Regions from separate parts of the Hordeum vulgare genome. Here region 1 is linked to region 2. The links are chromatin contacts, called in public Hi-C maps. All regions are on one chromosome and are shown on one strand. The core of a region is the stretch at or near the end of the contact, and the rest is flanking DNA. Distances in the headings are between cores, read along the strand shown. Region 1 holds the start of LOC123447996 (cytochrome b-c1 complex subunit 6-1, mitochondrial). Region 2 holds the start of LOC123447995.

Region 1 (6,933 bases), core at 284-2,783, 210 kb after region 2:
GCTGGGATTCAAACTCACGAGCTATTGGTGAGCGAGGTAGATAGCCACTGCGAATTCTTCATGCTTGTGGTGAAAAGGCAACACGAATATATTAGAACAATCCACATAGGTAGATTAGATTATTTTTGAAGTTTTTTTTGTGAACATTGTTTGAAAAAACAAGAACAAAAGTGAAAACCTGAACATTTTTTTTGAACTTATGAACTTTTTTTACAAAAGTAAAAAAAATTTGAAATTCACCCCGAACATTTTCTTATTGTGGAACAAATTTTGAAAACGTGAACAATTTTTTAAATTTGAGTACAAATTTTGAAAAGACGAACATTTTTTGAAGTTTCCGAGGTTTTTTCTTAATTTCTGATTAATATTGAAAAATGCAAACATATTTTGAAACTCGAGAATTTTCTGCATGTGTGAACATTTTTTTAAAAGGGGAACAATTTTTTGAAATCCTTGGACTTTTTAGTTCATGAAAGGAAATGCAAACTTATTTTGAAATTCTAAACTTTTCTAATTATCAAACATTTTTTGAAAATAATCAAACAAATTTTGAAGTTCTTTTTTTGGAATTTCTGAATAAAATTATAAAATTATGAACATTTTTCGAGTTGTGAACAAATTTTGAAACTATGAACATTTTTCCAATTGTGAACAAATTTTGAAACATGAATAGATTTAAAATTCGTGAGAAAAAATATAATTTCTTTCGAATTGCGAACAAAATTTGAAACCATGAACATTTTTTGAATTGCGAACAAATTTTCAAACATGAACAAATTTTGAATTCATGAACAAAATTATAAAATAATGAACATTTTTTGTATTGTGAATTTTTTTGAAAATAAAACATTTTTCGTATTGTGATTTTTTTTTGAAACGTGAACAAATTTCATATTCATGAAGAAAATTATCAAATTGTGAATATTTTTCGAATTGTGAACAAATTTTGAAACAATGAACATTTTTCAAATTGTGAACAAAATTTAAAACACGAATAAAATTACAAAATTGTAAACATTTTTCGAATTTTGAACAAATTTGAAAACTATAAACATTTTTCCAATTATGAACAAATTTTGAAACCAGGAACATTTTTTAAGTTTTGAACATATATTTTTTTTAAATATTGAAAAAGTTCTGAAACTATGAACATTTGTTAAAAAATAATATTGACAAAAATAAAAGATATAAAACATAAAAATAAAAAGGAAAGAAAAATAATAAAAAGCAGGAGAGAAAAGGAAAAACGAAAAACCGAAAAAACGAAAAAAATATCATATGAAAACCGAAAAACCAGTTCAGGGAACCTTCTAAAAGTTTTCTAAAATCAGTAAAAACTGCCTGAAACTCTAGACGGTTCCAAAACCGAAAGCTTTGAAACGCTAAACGGGCCGATTCGTTGCGTCCCTGCTCAAAACGTCGACAGTTTGATGCAAGAAACGGCAAATAGCATTTTCGCCACACCCACCCCCAACGCCACCCACCCACGCACCGAGGCCCCAGCCCACCCTCGTTGTTTTACTCCCGTGGTCCACGAACCATTCCCAAAATTTCCCCACCCTCGAACCCTAACTTTCGACCAGCCTCTCGCTCCAGATCCCCTCCCCTCCCCTCCCCTCGCCAGGAGCAGAACCCACCCGCTCGGACCGCGTAATCGCCATGTGGGTACTCCTCCATCCCTGAGCCTTCATCTCCTTCCCAGTTGGTTGCTCGGTAGCGCCTGAATATCGTTTGCCTGCTTCCCGCGATCCGTGCGCTGCGTGTCCTTTATGCGTGTAGCTGCATTGATTCTGGTTGTTTCCTTTCGATCGAAGCTATATCGACGGAGCTACGGATTTGCGCCAGAAATCCAGCGGCTTGGGGTATGGTCTGGTTGGTCTCTGCTGGGTCACGGCTTGGGGTATGGTCTGGTTGGTCTCTGTTGGGTCACGGCTTGGAAATCATCTGGAATGGGGAGGAACAAAGTTGCTTTGAGGTCTTGGGGGTTGAATGTGAGCTGGATTGTTGGCCGGTGCGTGTGGGCAGCTGGATGCTTGCTTTCGCTTGGAGAATCGGGAGCTCGATGCTATCTTCTGTAATGTGTGGTGTGACAGCTGTGCTATACAATCTGCTGCAACTGGATCTACTAATGGAAATGTGTATTCATCTGCTAGTGCCTTGTAGGATCTAAACCAGTGTGCTGCGATAATTTGACTGCTACCTTATTGAAGGGGTTAAGATGCATTTGAATGAAATCCCATTCTCAAACGTATAATTGGGGTGTCTTAGAGCATCTCTAGCCCATCCCCAAAAGCTAAATGTGGGGCGATTTTTTGTTTGTTTGGGGAATTAACGCCCATCTAGGCCATCCCCATTTCCTTTAGCCCCCCCCCCCCCCCCCCCCCCCAAATAGGTTTTCATCCCCGTAAAGTTTCCCTCTACCCCATATTTGCTATGGGAGAGGCGCACTCCTCAGTAAAAATGAGGAATACCGAATACTGCTTCATCTCGGCGGAGGCCTGCAGGTTGGATGGGATCTTGCACACCGTCACCATGGCGTCGCTTTAGGCCTTGGCCTCCACCGAGGACTTCCCCTTCAGCTTCAGCTTGCGGAGCTCCCTCTTGACGCAGCCCAGCTCTTGCGATACCTCACCTTACTGGGCGTACGAGGTCTCCTCGACGACGTTCTTTCGTGTCCTGGCCATACACATTGCTTGCAGCCCTGTCCTCTAGGAAAGTAGGAAGTCGCTTTGGCTTTGGCCTTGGTCTGGTTCATTTGGCGCTCCAGCTCTTTTGCCATGGCTCGTCCTCCCAATAGCTCTGACTCCGTGCTGGCTCGCTCGTTATCCACAGATGCCTTGCGTTTGTTCAGCTTGTCCATGTCGGATTTTGCTAGTTGTTTCATTTCAGAGGATTGGTTCTACATGCAACAAGGTAGATATGAACTACAATTAAACAGTACTGGTAGCTACTTGATCACAAGACACAGGGAAGATATGTCAATTCATCCATGAATTTTGGAATTGAAAGAGTACCTCTTGAGTTAGAACATGCTTCTTGGGCAGCTTGCTCGCCTTGAGCTTCACCGCCTTGCGGTACTCCTTAAATCAGGACAGTGTCCGCTGCGCGTTGTAACGATGGAAATTACCACAACATGACTCTTGCATTGTAGGTGTTCGATGAATTGCGCAAGCCAAATGTGTGCAAACTGAGCTTTTGGTCGATTGAGTTTGGGGGATGTGCTAGATGAAAAAAAGTTTAATCCTGCAAAATATGGGGAATTAAAGGATGGGAATTAACTTATGGGGGATGGGCTAGAGATGCCTCTTATATTCTTTTCGTTTAAGCACACTGCTGTCTCCCAGGTGTTTCATCTTGGAGACCTCTTAATCTTGATTAATGCATCTGATGGAAGATATGGTGTTCCAGGGATTGGTAGGAGGATATAATACCTGACCCTCAGATGCATTAATGTTCCATCTGCAGCTCTTTTATGCATGTTATGTTATTATGAAGTACTAAGTGTTTTGTGCTTCTATTTTACATGGCTGCCTTGTGCTTGGTTTAGAAAGATTAAAGCTGTATATAAGTATCTGCATTGTTTATCTCACTAGATTGAGGTAGCATCAGATTTCGCACCAAGAATCCAGCGGGTTAGTGTATAGGATGAATACTCTCTCGTCGATGGTGGGTTACAAATTCAAATCAAGGAAGGACAAGAACAAGCTTACTTGGTTGTCCTGGGGGTTCAGTGTGCCCTATACCTGTTGATTATTAGAACTACACAGCTAAGATAACTGCATAATAGATGGATGGTTTCTGGCATGGTGGGCAGCTTGATGTTTGTTTTCTTGGAGAATCAAGAGTTCGATGCTATCTTCTACAGTGTAGGGATATAGTCGTGCTGTACAATCTGCTCCAACTTCATCAACAATTGGAAATGTGTACGCTGCTAGTATTTTGACTGTTGTAATCTCTAAACTAGTGCATTGTACTCCCTCCGTTCCTAAATATAAGACCTTTTAGAGATTTGAATATGGACTACATACGGAGTAAAATGAATGAATGTGTACTCTAAAATATGTCTATATACATCCATATGTACTTTATATTGGAAACTCTAAAAGGTCTTATATTTAGGAACGGAGGGAGTAGTTCACACTGCATGTCTGCATGGATATTTTGAGATGAGAATCCCTTTCTTACTATATATTCAAGGGTTAAGGTGCATTTGACTTACCCTATCTTATCTGGAATTGGGCTTGTGTCATATTTTTTTTAGCATAGCATGGTTCCTGGGTGTTCATCTTTGGTGATGCCTTTGTGTTGTTACAGATCTTCTGATGTAAAAGATGACGTTCCAGGGATAGGTAGGGGAAAATAACCAGACTAGAATAGAACAAAATGTCTCCTGCCAGCTACCTGCGTACATAGTGCATTTTATCCCGGCCGTAGCTCTTTATGTTGATTATGTACTCCCTCCGATCCATATTACTTGTCGCTGAAACGGATGTATCTAGATGTATTTCAGTGCTAGATACATCCGTTTGAGCGACAACTAATATGGAACGGAGGGAGTTGTTATTAGATGTCTGACTTATGGTTTCATACCAGAAAAGGCCATGGGTTGCACCATTCATAAAAGGTTATGAAACAGTCCATTTCATTCTCTGAACTTTCGTTGTTTTCTATTGTTGTTTTATCTCAGGGCGGATGAGGAACCTGTTGATCCCAAGAAGTATCTTGAGGAGCGGTGCAAGCCACAGTGTGTAAAGCCGCTGTATGAGTATGAGGTGTGCTCTTACTTTCTTTTGTTGTAACACCCACTTAATTTTGATGGGGTAATTTAATGTGACAGTATTGCTATTTCTATTAGTATTGAAGTTCTGAGAATGATGCTCTTCGGTCAGCATAATTATGAAACTATTTGGCCATGTGAATGTGCGAGTTTTGGCTGTTATTCAAGTTTGCCACCATGTTTCCAGCATCTTCTTGGGCTGCATTAGAGTTATCCTTGGAAGTTTTTCCGGTGTGATATTCATGGTAGTTTTGTATTGAAACTCTATATGAATTATCCAGCTCAAATATCGCCCTCCACATCCTAAGAAAAGTTGCATAGCTCAATTTTGTTACTCCGTCTTCTGTAGTAGTGAACTGTTCAATTGTTTCAATGAAAGTTAAATAATACCCCCTCCATATCAAAATATAAGACGTTTTTGTAGGCTTGTACTCCATCCGTTCCTAAATATAAGTCTTTTTAGAGATTTCACTAGGGGACTACATACGGAGCAAAATGAGTGAATCTACACTCTAAAGTATGTCTATATACATCCGTATGTAGTCCCCTAGTGAAACATCTAAAAAGACTTACATTTAGAAACGGAGGTAGTAGATTGGTACTAGCACTTTGAAGGATTCATATAATCCTCTATTCCTCTATGATGCTGTTTCCAACACACAGTATATTCGGTAACTGATCAGAACTACTATTATTTACTCTGTTGGAACAACACAAATGTCTGACTTAAATTGTGAGGTTGAGAACCATTTGGATCTTCATTGACTTAGTAATGTTCTTCTTCATACTCAATTTGATTTTTCATCACCATACTGTTTCATTTATGTCAACACGATACTCCTATGTGATTACCTCTCCAACCTGTGTGGTGGCTTTATGATGCACAGAAATGTATCAAGAGAGTTGAGGCCGATGATACCGGGCACAAGCACTGCACTGGGCAATATTTTGACTATTGGTCATGCATCGATAAATGTGTAAGTACTTCCTCTCAAGTCAGAGATGGATTATTGTTCAAAAAAACGGCTATAAGAAAGCACTGCCAAGATTGAAAATAACATGCCTCGTATTATGCATCTGCAGGTAGCACCAAAGCTCTTCGAAAAGCTGAAATGATATTGGGGTGCTACTTTCAGTGAGTGAGCCTGGTCATTGGCCAGAACCTTGTTCAAGTTGAAATATTTGACTGAGTCTGCAAATTGTCCTGTGACTGTGTTTTGATTTCATGAACTTGTAATAAGAGCAACTATCTCGACACTGTTTGCAAGCAATGATTTATATGTGGCTAAGCACTGATGACAACTATAACAATTTGATGTCTGTCGATTGCCGTTCTGGTACTAAACATTTTTTCTCATCGAGATCATATCCAATGCAAATGAACAAGATTTCAACAACACATAGCTAAGAACTATGCATGCACCTTGTTATGACCCATGAATTGGAGGTGATTTCTGGTTATAAAAAACTTTTGAGGAATATCTTCTATAAATGTTTGAATCAAATATTTTGCTTGTAAAATTACATGAAAAGAAACAACACTTTGCAAGAAAACCTAGGTTAATGCTTACAGATCTTTAATTTGTCTTCCGGCCTAGAGGGCAAACATATTCATTTTACTGTACTCCATCTATTCTAGAATATAATGTATTAAAAAATTTGCAAGTCAAACTTTTCTATGTTTGGCCATGTGTATCAACATATACAATACCAAATAATTTAAATATGAAGAAATATTTCATACTCCCTCTGTCTCAAAATAACTGACTTAACTTTGTACTAGCTCTAGTATAAAATTATACTAAGCTTAAGACACTTATTTTGAAACAAAGGGAGTAATAATGATACTAATTTTGTATTGTATGTGCATATATTTTTTCTATAAATATTGTCAATGTAGAAACATTTCACTTTTGGAAATGGTTTACCTTGTATTTTTGGAACATAGGGAATATGTGCTCATGGGGCATGTGCCCTCCAAGAATAGCAAAATTGTTGTATTGTAGTCGTTTTTGTCCATGTTATACGATGTTTTTTTCTTCTAAATGTAAGTGCTGCCGAGAACCAACCATTTTGCTTGCATAATGAGAAGGGTTGTGCCTCCAGCTCACCATGGATCAACTATAGGCATGTGCTAATGCGATTATTCTTTATGT
Region 2 (6,512 bases), core at 1,465-3,964:
TTGTCACTTCCAGTTTTTGTTCTTGGATCTGCAAGCGATGTTTCTGAAGCTCTACTAGTTGTGAAGTCAAGTCCTTCTGCACAAAAGACAAGTTGGCGCCACCTGGAAAAGCATTGTTCATATCCAATGTGATGCCATGCGGATCGAACCTCCCACTAACACCGTTTGAGCTTGAGGTGACAAAACCCACATCACCATGATCCACCGCATGACACATTCTTTTATTCATGGAAGAATCCCTCAAGTTGGTATGAACTGTTTGACGCTCTTCATCATGCTCCTCGTAATCAGAATCTGCACTCTGCTCATCCTCTTCAAGATCTCCACTTGTATCCCTCCTCAGATCATGCTCCTCTTTACATCTAAGAGCAACCTGTAGTGAGTGCTGAAGTGCGGGATCTTCAGGTAAATTCACACGGTTGTTGTTATGATAGGAACACATCTGCTCATAGAATAAGTGCTTAGAGTTCAATATCTTCCTTGCATCTTCTTTCATCTTATCAGAAAGATTATGCATGCTATCAAGAAGTGCTGGATTTTCCACAACACAGCAAGCAGTGCCACGACCAAGGATATCTGTAAGCCTTTTATATCTCTTGTTGAGGTCATTGAACTTATCCTCGCACTGTTGTGGTGACACACTGCAGCCTCTTTCGCCCATGACCTTTGATATTGCTTTCCATTTACCCTTCTTCTGCACTATTGTAATGTTCCTCCTTCCGCCTAGATCCGCCCCAGGATCCTCCCCTGTGTAAGATGCTGCGGTAATCAAAAGTTTAACCATCGAACCTGTCCACTTCATCCGATGCCATGCTGAACCCTTCTTTCCTTTGCCATTCTGGGTATCAGTAACATCCTCAGTCATATCATGCTCCTCCTCATCACTGATTGAGTTCTTTGAGTGATGACTGTGCTGGTGGTGGTGGTGGTGATCCCTTTTTTCATGTTCTCCAAATTGAAATCCATGGTTATGAGGCTCTGTAGCCCGGTTGATAGGCATTGCAAAACTCCCTAGCATCTGAGACTGGTTGAATAGCTGTTTTCCTGAGCTTGAAGCATGCATTTGCATGGAGTTACCATGTACATTCAAACTACCATAAGGAGTTCCTTGCATCATGTTTCCAGTAGGTAGGTTGCTGCTTTCCATTTTCCCAGAAAGATCACCCAGGTGTCCGTACCTCTTGTCAATACCATACAAAACGTAGAGGAGACGTCACATGTCTTCACTTCAATATCACCCTGCATAGTAAATTTGGAGAAATTATTAAAGCCCCGGACGGAAATGTATATTTGCACAGCTGTATATTTCTCAATGTTGCTGAACAAATAGATAAGAGGTTGAATTTCATCAGGAACACCTAAAAAATAATCCAATAAGGTACTCTTCAACACACTCGACTGGCACATCATGTGAGATTGAATATACTAGCATTGTGCAAATGCAACTCCGGTCTCCTGGCTGGAACGGCAATAATCGCAAAAGCAATTAAAACGACCTCTGGAGCACTTAAAATACAGTACTCTGAACTACACCGAATTAGGCAATCAGGTCTAACAATAAAATTTGCAGGGATTTGCCAGTGCTGTAGTAACGAACTACCACTGGTGCTAGCAAGTGTCATGGTATTTCACGCTTCAGGTAAGGGAGCACAGTTATTGACAGCAAACTGGAACTCAATGCTTAAGCGGGTAATCGTCGAGCATCACCAATAGTTACTCTTTCCCGTAAAAAAATCCGGTTTAGGGGGAGTTGAGCCAAAAAAAAAAAAGTGCTCCAACAGTCCCAACTCCCCCTCCATCTAGGGGGAGATGGCTCTTCCCCTAAACATTCACATAAAACAGTCACATCGGCAAGCCGCAACTGGAATCCACCGCGCCGCCACCCCAGGCCACCGCTGCCGACACCGACCATCGCAGTCACACCGCCCGCCCGCCGCAGACCATCGTTGCTGACCGTCGTCGTCACACTGCCCACCCGCGCCCCGCCCCTGCCAACCACCGTGATCCGCTGTCCGCCGTCGCCGCCGCACCGCCACCAAATACCATTTTTAGGGGAAGATTATTACGGAACTGCAGCTCACATGTCAACCTCTCCTACTATATTATATGGATACCTGCAAAACCATATTTAGGGGGAGTTTTTTTACAGGAACTGTTGGCGATGCTCAGAAGCACTCACCGACGCTACGCAAACAAATAACTACCGAATAGCACCCATTTACCCAACACACCAATCATCCAATTCGTACAGCCGAGCACGCGCCCAGGGTTGCGGCACGAGGCATAAATCTCCGGGCCAAAATTACATCGCCTGGAACATCAGAAATCACACCTGCGCCGCAAGATCCAGCATAGGCCTGACTCCTTCCGGGGGCAAAGGGGCAGATTAAACTTAGCTCCTAATTCATCCAGGATTTTTGGCTACACGGCGGCACCACGGACAGCGTATCGGACTGAGAAACAAGAAATGGGCGGGGGTTTTTTTCTTCCCCCAAACAGGAAATAATCACCCCGCTGCGAAAAGGAAAAGGGTGGGAGAAGAGCTCACGATCGAGTTCTGGCGGCGGCAGGAGGAATCGCGGGGACTCGATGGAGGGCTGGCAGACACTCTCCCACCTCCAGCCTTCCAGGGTCAAGCTCTCCCTCTCTCTCTCCCTCTCTTTCTCCTGGCCGTCGTGGGCGTGTGTCGAACAGGAGGACTTAAAAGGGCCGAGGTGTGTGCTCTGATGGCTGGCTCAAAGCAAAACGCTGCGTGTTGTTACGTACAGGTGGAATTCGGTGGGCTGTTGATGACTGGTGGGGCACGACACAGCGGGTCCTAGGTGTCAGACACTCAGAGTCCATTCGGGCTGCGTGAAATTGGCGGGTGCGTTGGTGTGGCAGTAACGGAAGGTTCTGGAAGGTCCGGAAAGTTGACTCGTTAAATTGAAATTAATGAGTATGCCACTCATGAGGATATCCTTCCCTAGAGCACGAGAAAAGTACATATTTAGAGCTTCTAGAAACCGACCCCACACCTCCTCTTTCTATGTTCGGCAGACAACCCGGACACGAGGGATGGCACGCGAGGACAACACCCGATGAGTGTGTTCTACTAGCTGGCTCAAAGCGAAAAAATGTGTTATGTTTCGCTAGAATTCGGTGGGTTGTTGATGACATGTGGGACATGACACAATGGGGCCTGGGTGTCACTCACTGAACATCCACTCGGGTCGCGTGCAATTGGGGGTGCGTTGGTGTAGCATGAACGGAAGGCCCTGGAAGCTGACATCATAATTAATGAGTATACTATGCCACACGAGAGCACATCATTTCCACCGGCATGAGCAAATCACATATTTGAAGTTTGTAGAAGTTGGACCCACACTTCCTCCTTATATGTCCGGTCGGACAACCCGGACATGAGGGAGGGAAATGATGGACAATGTTAGGGTTGCGTGAAGTTGGCATGTGTGTTGGTGTGGCAGTAACGAAAGGTTCCGAAAGTTGACTCGTTAAACCAAAATTAATGAGTATGCCACTCGAGACGATATCCTTCTCACGAGCACGAGAAAATTACATAGAGCTTCTAGAAACCGGCCCCACATCTCCTCCCTCTATGCCCAGTCGGAAAACCCGAGCATGAGGTATGGCACACGAGGACAAAGGCCAACGAGTGTGCTCGAGTGGATGGCTCGAAGTGAAAGATGTATGTTGTTTTGTACCGGTGGAACTCAGTGGGTTATTGATGGGAGGTGGGACACGACACATCGGGTCCCGGGTGTCAGTCACTGAGCGTCCATTCGGGTTGCCTGAAGTTGGTAGATGCATTGGTGTGGCACGAACAGAAGATCTTGAAAGCTAGCTTGTTAAATCGAAATTAATGAGTATACTATGCCACACAAGAGCATATCCTTCCCACGAGCACGAGAAAATCACATAAGCTTTTAGAAGTTGGACCCACACTTCCTCTTTATATGTTCGGTCAGACTTCCCAGATAGGGGGGAGGGCGCACGAGGGCAACGACGTGCGACGTTAGGGTTGCGTGAAGTTGGCACGCGCGTTGGTGTGACAGGGGGAACGGGGGCAGAAGGTCCTGGAAGATGTCTCGTTGCGGTGACCCAGCATACCACTGAATCGTGTAGTATACATGTCGTTGATATAACGTCCATAAGACACCGTCTCACGAACCTTATATCCCTCAGAGTATAAAACGGAAACATAGCGGGTCCAAACCATCATTATATTACAACATTTTATTCAAACAAAGATCCAATGTTCAAACGATTCAAACTATTGGTACCAATATGCGGGGTACCACTATTGATCCTGCAATCGCTTACTGAGTTCAGACCATGTCCCACATGATCAGTCTGGCTGTAACTACTAAGTCTACATTACTCCTGTCATTGTAGCTCTGGCACTTCTCCTCCGATGTTGGCTCCATTGGCGATGATGTAGTCGACTCCTTCGAAAAGGTCTGGTTTCTCGTAGAAGTATTCTCCGGCAACATTAGGGTCATTTGGCATATCCTACGAATATTTAGAGTCTAGAGAGGATTTAGAATACAACGGATGAGTACATAAGGTACTCAACAAGTTCATAGATATCGTGAGTGGAGATGCACTATAGCTACTACTGATTCCAAATAGATCTTAGCAATGATTTTGGAAAATATCTGTTGCGTCAAGTTTTACTTGAAACATTTAGCTATCAAACTTCACAGGTTGCTAGAATCTCTAATAGACTCCTTCCCTATCATGTTCGCGGATCTTTCCCAGATTATGTAGTGACAAGCCACAATTCATTAGACTCTATGGAGGTGCGCTACTTTACCCACGAGCGATTAACTTAGCCCTTTTGCCAGGTCTCTAATCTTGCACGTCCAAGATGTGTGGTCGGATCTAAGATCCGAGGTTTTCATCCTTTGTGTCGGTTCCCCTCTCTAAAGAACCTATATGTATTATACGACCCCATTACAAATAATGATTCACACCCTCCTGGCGATAAAGGATTCACAACCCTCTGCCAATAAGGAAGATTACGACTCCTTTAAACTGATAGGTAATCACGTCCCCCTAACCACATGCATCCACAACCCCATTGCCGCTAACATGTGTGAGGTAACATACACCATTAAGAAAGTGTTACTAATCCTCGCCTGTCCCATTCGAGGCTCCCTGGTCAACGCTATTGCAACGACGCTGGTTTGTTGACTTTAGTTATTAATAGAGTGAATTCTGGTTTTTACCCCCTATTTTGACATTTTTGACACTACTTACCCCATTTAACGGGATTTCATCCATTTTTACCCCATTTAGCAAAAGTGTTGCCATAATTTACCCTGTTTAAAAATTTATGAGCGTTTTGACCAATGGATCTCAATTGTAAGGTCCGACTAGCATGTCACATCAGTGGGGTTTTTTCTCATGGTTTTTCTGCACACCGAACCACATCGTCTGCCTTCTCCTGACCGGTCAGGCTCGATATGATTGCAACAAAGCAGCTTGCCGGATGGCTAAAGTTGCCCAGGTCGCGCTGCACCACACTATCCTCCATCGTTCACGACACGCATCGCTCGCATTCCAATCACACACACACAATCCTGCCATAGTTTGGTCAAAAATCACTGCCTCATTTGTTAGGAGGGGAAGGACGAGGTAGGGGACGAGCGGCAATAAAAGCTTCAAGTTATGGCTGCTGGCAATCGTCGGAGCCAATACGAGAATCTTCTCCCCTCCCGTGCATGGCTCCATCCTCTTCTACTCAACCCGGGTGGTTAGGTTTTTATGGCTAGATTTTCTTTCAGTCCAAGATGCATATTTGATAGGTGTAGGCTCTTTGTTTCCGGTTCGAAGAAGTACGGTGATGAGATGATTGTACTTCATAAGCATGTCATGATCTCATTGAATAAATTGTAGGAGAAATTGTAGAAATTGTTACTAATATAATCATGTATGTTTTTCTACAATATTGTCATGTAGGACCCAAAGTATGCATTATTATGTGGATAGATTAAAATAGGTGTATAAATATACTACTTCACTAACTTTGGTGCACATACATATCTAAATACCTAGTCAAGTAGCGAATATATTGACTGGTAGAGAGTCGGTATATATTCCCCAAGCTGCTCTGGTGTGATCATATCGAGCCTGAACGGTTAGGAGAATTAAGGGCGATGCGGTTCGGCATGTAGAAAAACCATCAGAAAAAATCCGCCGATGTGGCATATGCCAGCTGGACCGTACAATTGGGACCTATCGGTCAGAACACTTGTAAAATTTTGAACGGGGTAAATTGTGACAACACATTTGTTAAAATGGGGTAAAACGTATGAAACCCTGCTAAATGGGGTAATTAGTGTCAAAAATGTCAAAACAAGGGGTAAAAACTGGAATTCACTCTTATTAATACTCATACAATGGAACTCTATGATACGTCTCCAACGTATCTATAATTTTTTATGGTTCCAAGCTATTATCTTGTCAACTTTGGATGTTTTGTATGCATGATTATGTTATTTTATATC

Evidence for each region. A called contact is a pair of places that touch in the nucleus more often than the background predicts.
Region 1: a contact with region 2 is called in a Hi-C map of leaf, with 1.9 times the contacts expected there. The contact joins the promoter of LOC123447996 here to the promoter of LOC123447995 in region 2. A contact is called at or near these places in 2 of 6 Hi-C or Micro-C datasets (leaf and seedling).

What each region holds. Positions count from the first base shown.
Region 1 is chr4H:94,099,050-94,105,982 of MorexV3_pseudomolecules_assembly, forward strand. LOC123447996 (cytochrome b-c1 complex subunit 6-1, mitochondrial) reads left to right here and starts at 1,534. Exons shown (of 4, transcript XM_045124754.1): 1 at 1,534-1,661; 2 at 4,688-4,772; 3 at 5,665-5,754; 4 at 5,861-6,085. The coding sequence starts at 1,660. The coding sequence ends at 5,893.
Region 2 is chr4H:93,883,072-93,889,583 of MorexV3_pseudomolecules_assembly, forward strand. LOC123447995 reads right to left here and starts at 2,715. Exons shown (of 3, transcript XM_045124753.1): 1 at 2,549-2,715; 2 at 1-1,239. The coding sequence starts at 1,147.